Regions from separate parts of the Mus musculus genome. Here all the other regions are linked to region 1. Evidence: chromatin contacts called from public HiCAR-type and promoter capture Hi-C data. All regions are on one chromosome and are shown on one strand. The core of a region is the stretch at or near the end of the contact, and the rest is flanking DNA. Distances in the headings are between cores, read along the strand shown.

What was found. Promoter capture Hi-C pulls out the DNA fragments that hold promoters and counts their contacts. HiCAR-type assays count read pairs that join an accessible place to other places.
Region 2: a promoter capture Hi-C map of liver shows a contact between it and region 1, with 4 times the contacts expected there. The contact joins the promoter of Mtx2 here to the promoter of Ccdc141 in region 1. A contact is called at or near these places in 2 of 39 promoter capture datasets (liver and pre-B cells).
Region 3: a HiCAR-type map of astrocytes shows a contact between it and region 1, with 2.8 times the contacts expected there. The contact joins the promoter of Neurod1 here to the promoter of Ccdc141 in region 1. A contact is called at or near these places in 1 of 39 promoter capture datasets (embryonic stem cells) and 1 of 115 datasets of contacts at active chromatin or transcription factors (astrocytes).

What each region holds. Positions count from the first base shown.
Region 1 is chr2:77,168,710-77,172,123 of GRCm38.p6, forward strand. It overlaps Ccdc141 (coiled-coil domain containing 141), which reads right to left and starts at 1,926. Exons shown (of 24, transcript NM_001025576.3): 1 at 1,676-1,926. The coding sequence starts at 1,777.
Region 2 is chr2:74,823,961-74,827,374 of GRCm38.p6, forward strand. It overlaps Mtx2 (metaxin 2), which reads left to right and starts at 1,852. Exons shown (of 10, transcript NM_016804.4): 1 at 1,852-2,083. The coding sequence starts at 2,044.
Region 3 is chr2:79,454,734-79,458,147 of GRCm38.p6, forward strand. Neurod1 (neurogenic differentiation 1) reads right to left here and starts at 1,903. Exons shown (of 2, transcript NM_010894.3): 1 at 1,818-1,903; 2 at 1-315. The coding sequence starts at 304.

The DNA.
Region 1 (3,414 bases), core at 676-3,175:
GTTACACTATGAACACTTTCTCCTTCCACGGGGATGGTCTGCCGTGTTGAAATGCAACAGGTCTGATGCAAACCTGTGCCGGGTCCTTCTTTTATCCCTAGAACACGTTTTCTCATGGAGAGCAGGTTTGAATTCTTTAAACTCCCAAATGACAAATGTGTGCTGTGTGTGCGTTAGATGGTGATCAGTTCTTCACCATCACCGGAAGAATTCACACAAAACATCTCTAGACAGAGAGGGACACTTCACAGAGGTAGAGCGGGGTGGAACTTCACTATGGACCAGACCTGGGCTTTCCCTGCCCATCAATACAAACTTTGCTCTCTGAAGAGGCTGAAGTGCCTTTTCTTTGGAGATGGCAGTGGGGAAGGGAGCTGGAGAGGGGACCGTGAGTGGTTTTTCTGAGAAACAGAATCCAGCTTAAAAGACTTTTCTATATTGTTGTTAAAGTTTGTATGTTCGTTGTACCTCTGACTATCTCATAGGTTGTTGTTTAAGTATTGTGACTCCGTCTACTCTATGAATGTTTTAAGTTTGAGAAAAAGTAATGTTTACTAAAAAACAAAAAAGTCCTAGATTTGCTTCTCTTCCATCCCTGCTGGAATCTACATGTTGCCCAAAGCGTCTTTAAATCGTGTGCAAGTGACCTGATTGCACTGGGGAAGCCATGGTCCTTGTCATTCCCACTCACACCTCTGCTGAGGACAGGATGGGGAGTGGAGCTGAAGTCCTATTTGTTGTGCAGAAGTCTCCCAGTACTGAGAACCCCCCACCCCCACCCCCACCCAGCTAAGGCCTTGAGCAGGACCCTGCATTCCATGCCTCTTCAGAGAATTGCTTTGCTCAATGTCAAGCTCGGCTTTTCTCCTACACAGCTTCATGCTACTATACAATTTTGCAGCATGTAAATCCAATAGGCCTTGTAGCCAGGTATTTGTTTGTTTGTCGTTTTGTTTTACCAGGTTTGCTTTCATTAAACCTGAATTATTTGGGTGGCATAGTGTCTAAAGAGCAAGCTTATAGTCCAGAGGATCTTTCATGATGATTTCAGTCAGAGGAAAAAAAAAAAATCATGGGAGCCTCGTACAACCCAAAATAATGTGTGGCCATCTTTGCACAATTAGACATAAAACAATTAGACATAAAACACACAGTTAAGGCCCGAGTCACTGCACTTTCCTTTTCTCAAGAGGGAGAGGCAGTTTAATAAGTAGTCTGTGGCAGTCTCCATCCCCCTACAGTGGGAGAAGTATTTAGCGTTGCCTTTACCAGTGAAAACCGGTTCTGGGAGGCTTCTGGTGCATCCAGTTCTCTCAAGCTCAGGACAGTGCCCCACTCTGACCTGCCTCCCCATTCTCCATCACAGCCACTCAGAAATCTCAGGCACTGTCCTGGCCACCCAACTCTCCTGGAATTCCTCAACCTTCATCACATGCGCCTCGCCTGTAAGGACCAAACTGAAAGTACACAGTAAAGTTTGTTGGAAGGCGCTCTAGAGGCGTTTTACCCTGAAAAGCAGCTGCCAACTTGTTGGAACTTAGCAGTCCTCTGTCACGGATTTAAGTGGCGAAGATCACTTGTTATTTGTCATCTGCTCTGCATTATCCTCCCGTGCTCTCAGCCATTCCGCCAAGAGCCCCCCAGCCACACAGAGGAAAGCAAGCTGTGAGTTTACCTTGACAACGGCGATCACGATCTTGGAGTCCCCAGCGTGCACGGCTACAGAGCTGACAGTGGTGGTGGAAGCACCCACATGGGGACTTTCTTTGCAGGACATGGCACTTTAGAAGCAGGGCTTAAACCCCGAGCAGCCTTGGTAGTGATGCTGTCTGCTGGTCATGTCAGAAGGCTTCCACGAGGCTACCGGGACTCTTTCAGGGAACGCGCCTCTGTTCACACTGATTGCCCGGCCAAAAGGAAAGAACAGGAAGTTAAAAATAGACAGCCCCATTGAGCTTATCGAGAGGGAGGGGGAAAGGGGAGAGAGAGTTACACTCGCGGGGGGGGGGGGGGGGGGAGGGAGGGAGATGGAGAGAGAGACACAGAGACAGAGCACCACCCCCCTAGTATGGTAACAGAAAGTGCCAGTTATTTGAACCATTATCTGAAACTCGAGGGACAGCTTTGAGCTCTTTGCCTATCAGCTGATGTCTGATAGCTAATGGAAAAAAAAAAAACAAAAAAAAACTACATCCTGACAACCCAAATTAGTTTTGCCATCGAAACTAAACAGTTGTAGCTATGGACTTTGCAACCAGAAAGTCACTGACCTGGATATCAGTCTTTTCAAGTCTTCTTCGTGCAAAGAAAACTACTAAAAATGACTCTCTCTCTCTCTCTCTCTCTCTCTCTCTCTCTCTCTGTCTCTCTCTGTCTCTCTTTCTGGTATTTATTTGAGGAGTTAAGTATTTTTAAAACAACTCACCCAGGATTTATCAAGAACTACACATCTTCCTGGGATTTCTCTGTGACTGTTTTCTGAACAGTATTTTCCAATTCAGCCAGCAAACAGCTGTGAGAAAGCTCAGCACTTCCATGCTTCTTGTTAACTCTAAGAAATGTGTTTTCTTTGTAGTGAACATTTTGTTTCTTTTTTGTTTGTTTTTGGCTCTGCTTTGTTTAGCCTCCTAGACTGTTCTGGCTCCCCCCGCCCCCCACCTCTCTTTCTTTGTAAATCCCCATTTCTACCTGGAGAAAAAAAAATTTTCAACTAGCTTCAAATCAGAGTGAGGCTCACAGATTAATCCTATTGCTAGAAGCTCTGCCTCTGTCAGAAGTTGTCTGTGGTATTAAGCAGCAGCTGTTGGAGCCCTGTCAAAGAACAGCTGAAAATAACACCACTGAAGTTTAGGTCAGAGGTCAGAGGCAAACACATCAGAGACACTAACTCCAAATCTGATGAAACCACTGGAGAGCCCTGGGATGAAAGATAAACCCGAGGACGGAGCCATAAACGGAGCCAAAGGAACCCACTCCCTGTGTAGCCCCCCTTAGCTCTGAGTAAAAGCACGTTAGACCCTGGGCCGACAAGGCGGGGGCTGCGTAAGCAGTGCCACTGATTTCTTATGCTAAGGCTTATGAAAACATTGTTGAGTTGAAATGTGGGCGAATGCGTGCACACGCACACGTACGTGGGTGTCAGCAATTGCTCTTCTTTCCCTGGCTGCTCTGCATACTGTACACCCTTGGACCGGCGCTTCTGCTTTTCAGCATCTGCCTGCCTCTCTGATGAGATGGGAAACACACCAAGATCCCTGCTCCTAGATTGAACAGACTTCACCTAACACCGCGACGGCAGCAGCCGGAGTGAGCTAGCTCTGGTCAGCAGGCGCCAAGATCCTGGACAGTGTAGAACCTGTTCTGAGTGGTTTCAGTTTGGGGCGGGGCGGAGGAGTTCTCGGAGAAATAACCACT
Region 2 (3,414 bases), core at 602-3,101, 2.3 Mb before region 1:
AGTTTTTCAAAGCCGTACGTACATAAAATCCCTTGTGTAAAGGACAAGAATGGAAGGGTTGATTGGCAGGAAGATACCTACAACAGCTCATTTCTCTGGGTCAATATCAACCTCAGGATGAGGAGGAAACTGGGTGCCACATACACTGTTGGGGTTTCCTCCCTCAGCACAAACAGATGGCATCCTACCATCTTCCTTGTGTTTCTATAAGCCTCTCATGAACTCTGAACTTCAGGCAGAGAAAAAGATGCTTTCAGAAGTACTTTGTGTCTATTTAAATGAGGAAGCTTAAGTTTGGTTGAATAGACTTCTCATTTGCTGTGGGGGCTACTGATACCTGCTCTGGTTTACTCTTCAAAACTTCTTACCATTTTATGTCCTCTGAGAAGACTTCTATATACTAGCCTCTGGTATTTATGGATGTGACCATATTTGCAAATTGGCTCTGCAGATAAAACCAAGAAGAGGTCATAAAAAAAATGAGTAGGCCTTAATCCATTGGCTGGTGCCTTCAGTGGAAGACAGAAGTTTGGACAAACAGATGCAAGGGAGAATGTTGCCTAATGGTGGGAGCAAAGGTGGAAATGACTTGTCTAAAGCCATGGAATGCCCAGGAACCCTGGAAATCCTAGAAGCTGGGCAGATGGAGGAAGGACATTTATTTCTATGTCCTTGAGAGCAAGCATCGTCTTGCCAACACTTTAACCTCAGACTTCTAGCTTCCAGAACCAGAGAGTAAATGCATCCGTTGTTTTAAACACCCAGTGTGTGATAATCTGTCCCGCACCTCTAAGAAAGCAATATACTACTTAAGTATATGAACAGAAATTTAGACAATAAACTGTAATGGAGGGTCAGAGATCTGTGGACAAGAAACAAAATCGCCAGGCGTGGTGGTGCACACCTTTAATCCCAGCACTCGGGAGGCAGAGGCAGGCCAGGTACAGTAGTTTACTCTAGGGTTGGGTGGGAGGTGGGCAGGGACAGACCAAGTTCCGAGTGTTGTTGGCCAGCCTAATCCTTGTGCTCCAGATTCTCAGTGAGAGACCCTATCTCAAAATAGAGGATGGAGAGCAACTGAAGAGGTACTGAGACACTGACCACTGTACAAGCTGATGCATGTGTGTGTATGGGCTATGCTACCGAGCCTGAAGACTTGAGTTGGATCCCTGGAACCCACATGGTTGGAGAGAACTAAGTACCAAAAGTTGTCTTGGGTCTATACACTGACACACACACACAACAACATCGTCTCACCTCTCCGAGCCATGTTCTCATCAGCGAAAGGGGGCTTTGGCTCACCAAATGATTTCTGAAATCAAGTGTAACTTTATGCTTCTAATTTTCTAATTCTGTAATATTTATGATTTTTGGTCAATTGTAACCTATAGTTAAAAAAAAAAAAGATTAGACTAAGAGGAAAGATTCAAGGGATCTAGCGCCCTTCCTTTTACTCTTGTTCCTTCTACACTCAGAAACAAGTAATTGAAGTGCTTTATTCTCCAAGCTTCATTTTGGGTGCTTGGAGTTGAAAGATTAAATTATGTCTCAGCTCACAAGCTGTGTAAGCCTCCTTCTGGCTAGCGCATTTGAACAAATAACCAACACTAATATCAGTCTATGGACCCCGAATCCTACAGTTAGTGGAATTGAGAGAATTCCTGAGTTTCTGGGCTCCAGTAGAACCAGACCAGGCACTTGAACCTCTTGAAGCTGTTTCTGTCTTGTTGAACTGCTGAAAGGTTGCAATCAAATCCAAAAGACTCTAGCCAGAGAGCCTGCTCTCTTAGGGCTCTCGCAGGTCCGGAGCGCGCGGGGCGGAGCAGCCGGAAGTGCCGGCGCGCGTTGTCAGCGACGCCGGAAGTGCTTGGTCGGCCTGGCGGTAACCTTGCGGGCCGAGCCACCGCTGCCGAGGTGAGCTCTGCTCGTCTTAGCGTTGGCCCAGCGAAGCTCGTCAGCTGCCGGGGGAAGGCCGCCGAGGTCGCGCGGGAGGGCGCCGAGCGCCGCGGAGCTCAGGCGCGCGCGCAGGACCTCGCAGCCGACATGTCTCTGGTGGCGGAAGCGTTCGTCTCCCAGATCGCAGGTAGCCCGTGTGGGCGCCGACGGGGCGGCGTGGGTGGCGGCGGGGATCCGCGTGGGGAGGCGGAGGGCTGGAGTTTCCCTGTAGCCGTGGGTCGAGGGTGCTGAGTCTACAGCCCGGGTGGAGGCGGCAGCGGCCATGGAGGCTTGGCCTCACTTTCTGGATGAGGAAACTGAGGACACATGGCCAAGGTCACCCTGCAGGGACAGAGTCCTGACCTCACTCCCTCCGCGGCGCTTTGTTCCCCGACTCCGCGGTTTAGGTGGCGGAGGCCCGGGGCTGGGGATCGAGGTGGGGGCGTGGCCACGGGTTGGGTCCTCGCCTCCCCCAAGGTTTCCGTGGGAATAGGGCAGCCTCTCTGCTCTTGGGTTCTCAAGTTTAAGGTGACTGTCACTCTTGAGCTGCCCTTCTTTACCTGTTGTTGATGGGTCACCCGAGTTGTTCTCCAAGCCATTTGCAAAGTCTGTGGGATTCTTTGAATTATTCTTAATGGGCATGAAGTTTAAAGAAAGTAAACATCTTTTGACACACACACACACACACACACACACACATTCGTATTGAAGTTTTTATTTTGGCGAAAGTGGCTATGATAGAAAAAAAGAGTCAAGTTAATGGGATGAATGTTAATTCCAGCAGTGTTTTCAACGTTCGAATGAGGAGATAGTCACTAAGATAAACAGTCGTATTTGGGGTAAAGTAGTACATTGGAAATGAAAGTATAATGTGTTATCAACTTTTCGAAACGCTTTCCATTGTATTGAATTTGTGTGAACTTAGATTTCCTTTAAAATAGCATTTTATAGGAGAGAGGATAGAAGAGAGATTGTAAGCTTCATGAAAGCAGGGAATTTTGTTTCCCATTGTATCCTAGGACCTGTCTGTCAGTTCTCTTTAAATACCCATGACTTGAGTAAATAACACAGATTTCAAGTAATGTTTCTCTCTGACTTTATCAGTGAGGTTGAAAAAGTCAGGCCTCTGACTTGAGGTCAGTGGTTTATTTTAGACTGATACTATGTCATAAATCATTTCACAGTATATGTTTGTATTCTGAATGTATATATCCAATGTGTGATTTCTTTTCAACAAGAAAACAAGAAATGGTATTTGATAAACTTTTGATAAGTTCAGAATTCTACCTCAGTTAGTGAAGTTTACAAATCCCCAGGAAGTTTGTATTTGTCTTAAGGTGCTTGTAGTGGTCTGTTATGGTAGTAGGACATATTTAAAGCTAGATAGTTCAGTAAATAGAAAGTAGTATAGGAACAGCTCCTAAGTCAAAATATAGCATGAATTAATTCTCGATGTATTAAAGATTTAAATGTAGCACA
Region 3 (3,414 bases), core at 653-3,152, 2.3 Mb after region 1:
TTAATTTAAAACGTTCTAGGCGCGCCTTGGTCATCTTTTTCTTTTTGGGACCCCGTCTCTTGGGCTTTTGATCCTCCTCCTCCTCTTCTTCTTCCTCCTCTTCCTCTAGATCCTCATCTTCCTCCTCCTCCTCTCCCCCGTTTCTCAGAGAGTCCTCCTCTGCATTCATGGCTTCAAGCTCGTCCTCTTTCTTGTCTGCCTCGTGTTCCTCGTCCTGAGAACTGAGACACTCATCTGTCCAGCTTGGGGGACCTTGGGGCTGAGGCTCGCCCATCAGCCCGCTCTCGCTGTATGATTTGGTCATGTTTCCACTTCCTGTATTGAACAGGGAGAGAGGCAAGCAGAAGAAGAAAGGGGGGGAAATCCACCCGCTATATTTAAAAGCTGGATAAGCCTTCAGCTCCCTCTCCCTAATCCTACAGAAATGCACACAAATAGAAATACACAGGAGTCCACTGCAAAATGGATGCCTCCAGGAAAAGTTAAACGCAGTGCTTCATGCTGGCGTGTCTGTACCTCGGTGCTGCGTAGTAGGTACCACTAGGCCTGTCATGAGTGGCTATGGGTGCCTTTCCTAGTGATCAGCTCAACTGTGTGCAGGGCAATTATCTGGCCAGGTGCCCTGTGTGGAAATGCGTACAGAGTGCATGGTTTTCTGACTGTGTCCCAAGTCACTCCCAACTCACAAAAACGATGAGTTTGGAAATGGAATACTCTGAACTCATCTCTGCTCTGGCTTCGCACTACTTAGAGGTTTAAATAAATTGAAAAGCCATTACGTAATTTCCTAGCACTGACCCCAATTTTTAAAGAAGATTATATGGAAGGGAGAGCCAATGCACAGAGGAGGAAAGGTAGTTTCCATCAAATTATTTTCCTATCGACAACACATTTGGCCACAGAAGTGGGCACAAGTCTTCCATCCCTCTCTTGCCTTTCTTTCTTTGCCTCACCACCCCCCCCCCACGCCCCCGCTAAATTCCCACCTTGTACAAAAGCTCTGGCTCCCAGGCGAGGCTCTCCCACGCGCTGGGGATCAGGTGCAAAAGGCTCCTCTCTAATAAACAGCCCATTGAAAGGGCCGCCCGCTCTTTATTGGGGCTTTTCAAAGTTCGCCTCAAACCTCCCTTTAAAAGATGGAGTAATTACAATGGTCAGCGACTGGCAATGGTGAAGGTGCTGCTTCTCATAAGAACTGTAAAAAGCCTTTAGTAAAACAACTGAATGTCTGGCCCCAGCATGGGGACTTGGCCGCCTCTGGGACAGTAACAGGTAGCAGGAAAATTTCCTTCCTTTTCTCCCCCTCTCCCTACATTTCAGCTAAGCTATTTCAGAGTCCAATCGGTTTTCCAGTACTACATTCTCCTGAAATAGATAGTTTCATATGCACGATGAGCCTAAATATCTGTACACCAAATAAAACTATGGGCAGCAGGTGTTTTTGTTTGTTTGTTTTGTTTTGTTTTGTTTTTCTCTTTCTCTCCTTTTCTCCCCTGAATAAGTGAGAACTGGAAGTGGTTGTTTGCTTTGGGGACTTTCAAATAACCGCTTACAAATAATTACAGTTACTCCCCTCCCCAAACATTCTAAAAGCTTCTATACTATTAAAAATTAAATGTAATTAGAAAGCCTGCAGGGGGTACTTGAGTGCTGGGACTCATTACGTGCGAGTACTTGTGGGCAATTACGAGGAGGGACACTGATCTCAAATATAGGGACAACCGACTCCACAAATGTGCGCATGCAAAGTACCAAGGTACAGCTCTTCAATTATTGCTTTTATTCTCGGGAGAGTAAAAAATAGGAATCATAATTACCTGTTGTTAAAAGGTTCTGAATAGTGACGATCTCATAACCCTGGAGCCTCGGGACACCTTGCCTTCTGCGTGGGCGAATTCCTCGTGTCCCGGTGGCGCGGGCGCTAGGGTTATATAGCCGAGTTGCTGATGCTGAGCGCGGGCGGGGCCGTGAGCTGAGCAACGAGCAGGTCCCTGCGCCCCGCAATCGCGCACGCGTCCAGACTGAACGACTCCCGCCCTCATTCACCCCTCCCCAGAACTTTCCTCCCGCCCCCTTCCACCACCACTCCCCTCACCCCCACAGTACCTCCGCCCCTGCTCCTTCCTCCCCGGCATGCGCCATATGGTCTTCCCGGTCCAGCCAAGAGCCGGGAACCACGTGACCTGCCTATTTGTATGCCGCGGAGCGCTCCATTCCGGCCCCTTTGTGGCCAGAAGAAAGTGGCCCATCTGTCGCCAGTTAGAGACTCCGCGGACCTGTTTTTACCCGCAGGAGAGATTAACCCTTTGTGGCAGCAGAAGACAGAGGACATGTGGGGGGGGGGGGGGTTGCGGGAGGCGAGCTGGAAAGGTAAAGAAAGATCACTGAGTCTATGTCCTAGCCTGAAGACTGCTTTAGCGCAGAGAGGTAGACAGAGGTGAACCACTCACAATCCCAGATACTGAGGTGCACTGAAGGGTCCTTCCCTTGACAATGGTCTCCGGTGGTGCAGTTTGACTTTGTTCTCTCTGGAGAGGCCCATCTCTTAGCTTCTACCTCTTAGCAGAGGCTTTGCTTATTGCCACCAAAGGGTGGCTGGCTTCTAATCTCCATCACCTCTCTAGGCAAACATTTATTTCATATAAAAACGACCTCATCTGGAAACACAGCCTTGACTCAACCTTCCTGACTAGAGCATCTTCTAGAATCCTTTGCAAGTCAGCTTCCATACCCTACACTTGAACACTCCAAATGTAAACCTAACGGTCACCTGCTCCTACCCCAGAGACTTCACTAAGAGTCTTCAACTCTAAACCCTAGAATTTTGTGTCTAAAGCTAGTTTTTGCCAGCAGACCTTGGCTCCGTTGGTTTTCAGATGCTCCTGGAGTAATGAATGACCTCAGCTAGCTCATCTAGGGAATGCTAAGATTAAACAACCCCGCACCAGAGGTGGGAATTTCATCTCTGACACAGACCATAATTCAATCACAGCCTTCCTTGAGCCCCTAGTGCTCAATCTCTGGGGCCTTGGTCAGAAGAAGCTCAAAGAGAAGCTGCAATAAAACTCTATTCAATGTGCTGTTTCCCTTTCTGGGGACTCTGTGTTTTGAGTCAAGCAAAGTCTATTGTGGAATAGCCTTATCTATTCTTAAATAAGGAGTCTTTATTTTCTCCATCTGAAGGAGGAATCTTTCAGATGGATGATCCTCCGTCCTTCTAGCCCAAGAAAAGTGACAGAGGAGGAGGAGGAATGGTTGGCCTCCTTTCTCTTTCCAGTTCCTCTTCTAACTCTTCATTAAGTTCTTACCCTCTTCAACCCCTTTGCAATGAATGCATCCTACTTGAATTGCTTATGTAAAGGCAATTGCCCTTGAGTTTGCAAACAGTGTCAGGGTTGAGTGGCTGGAATGGGG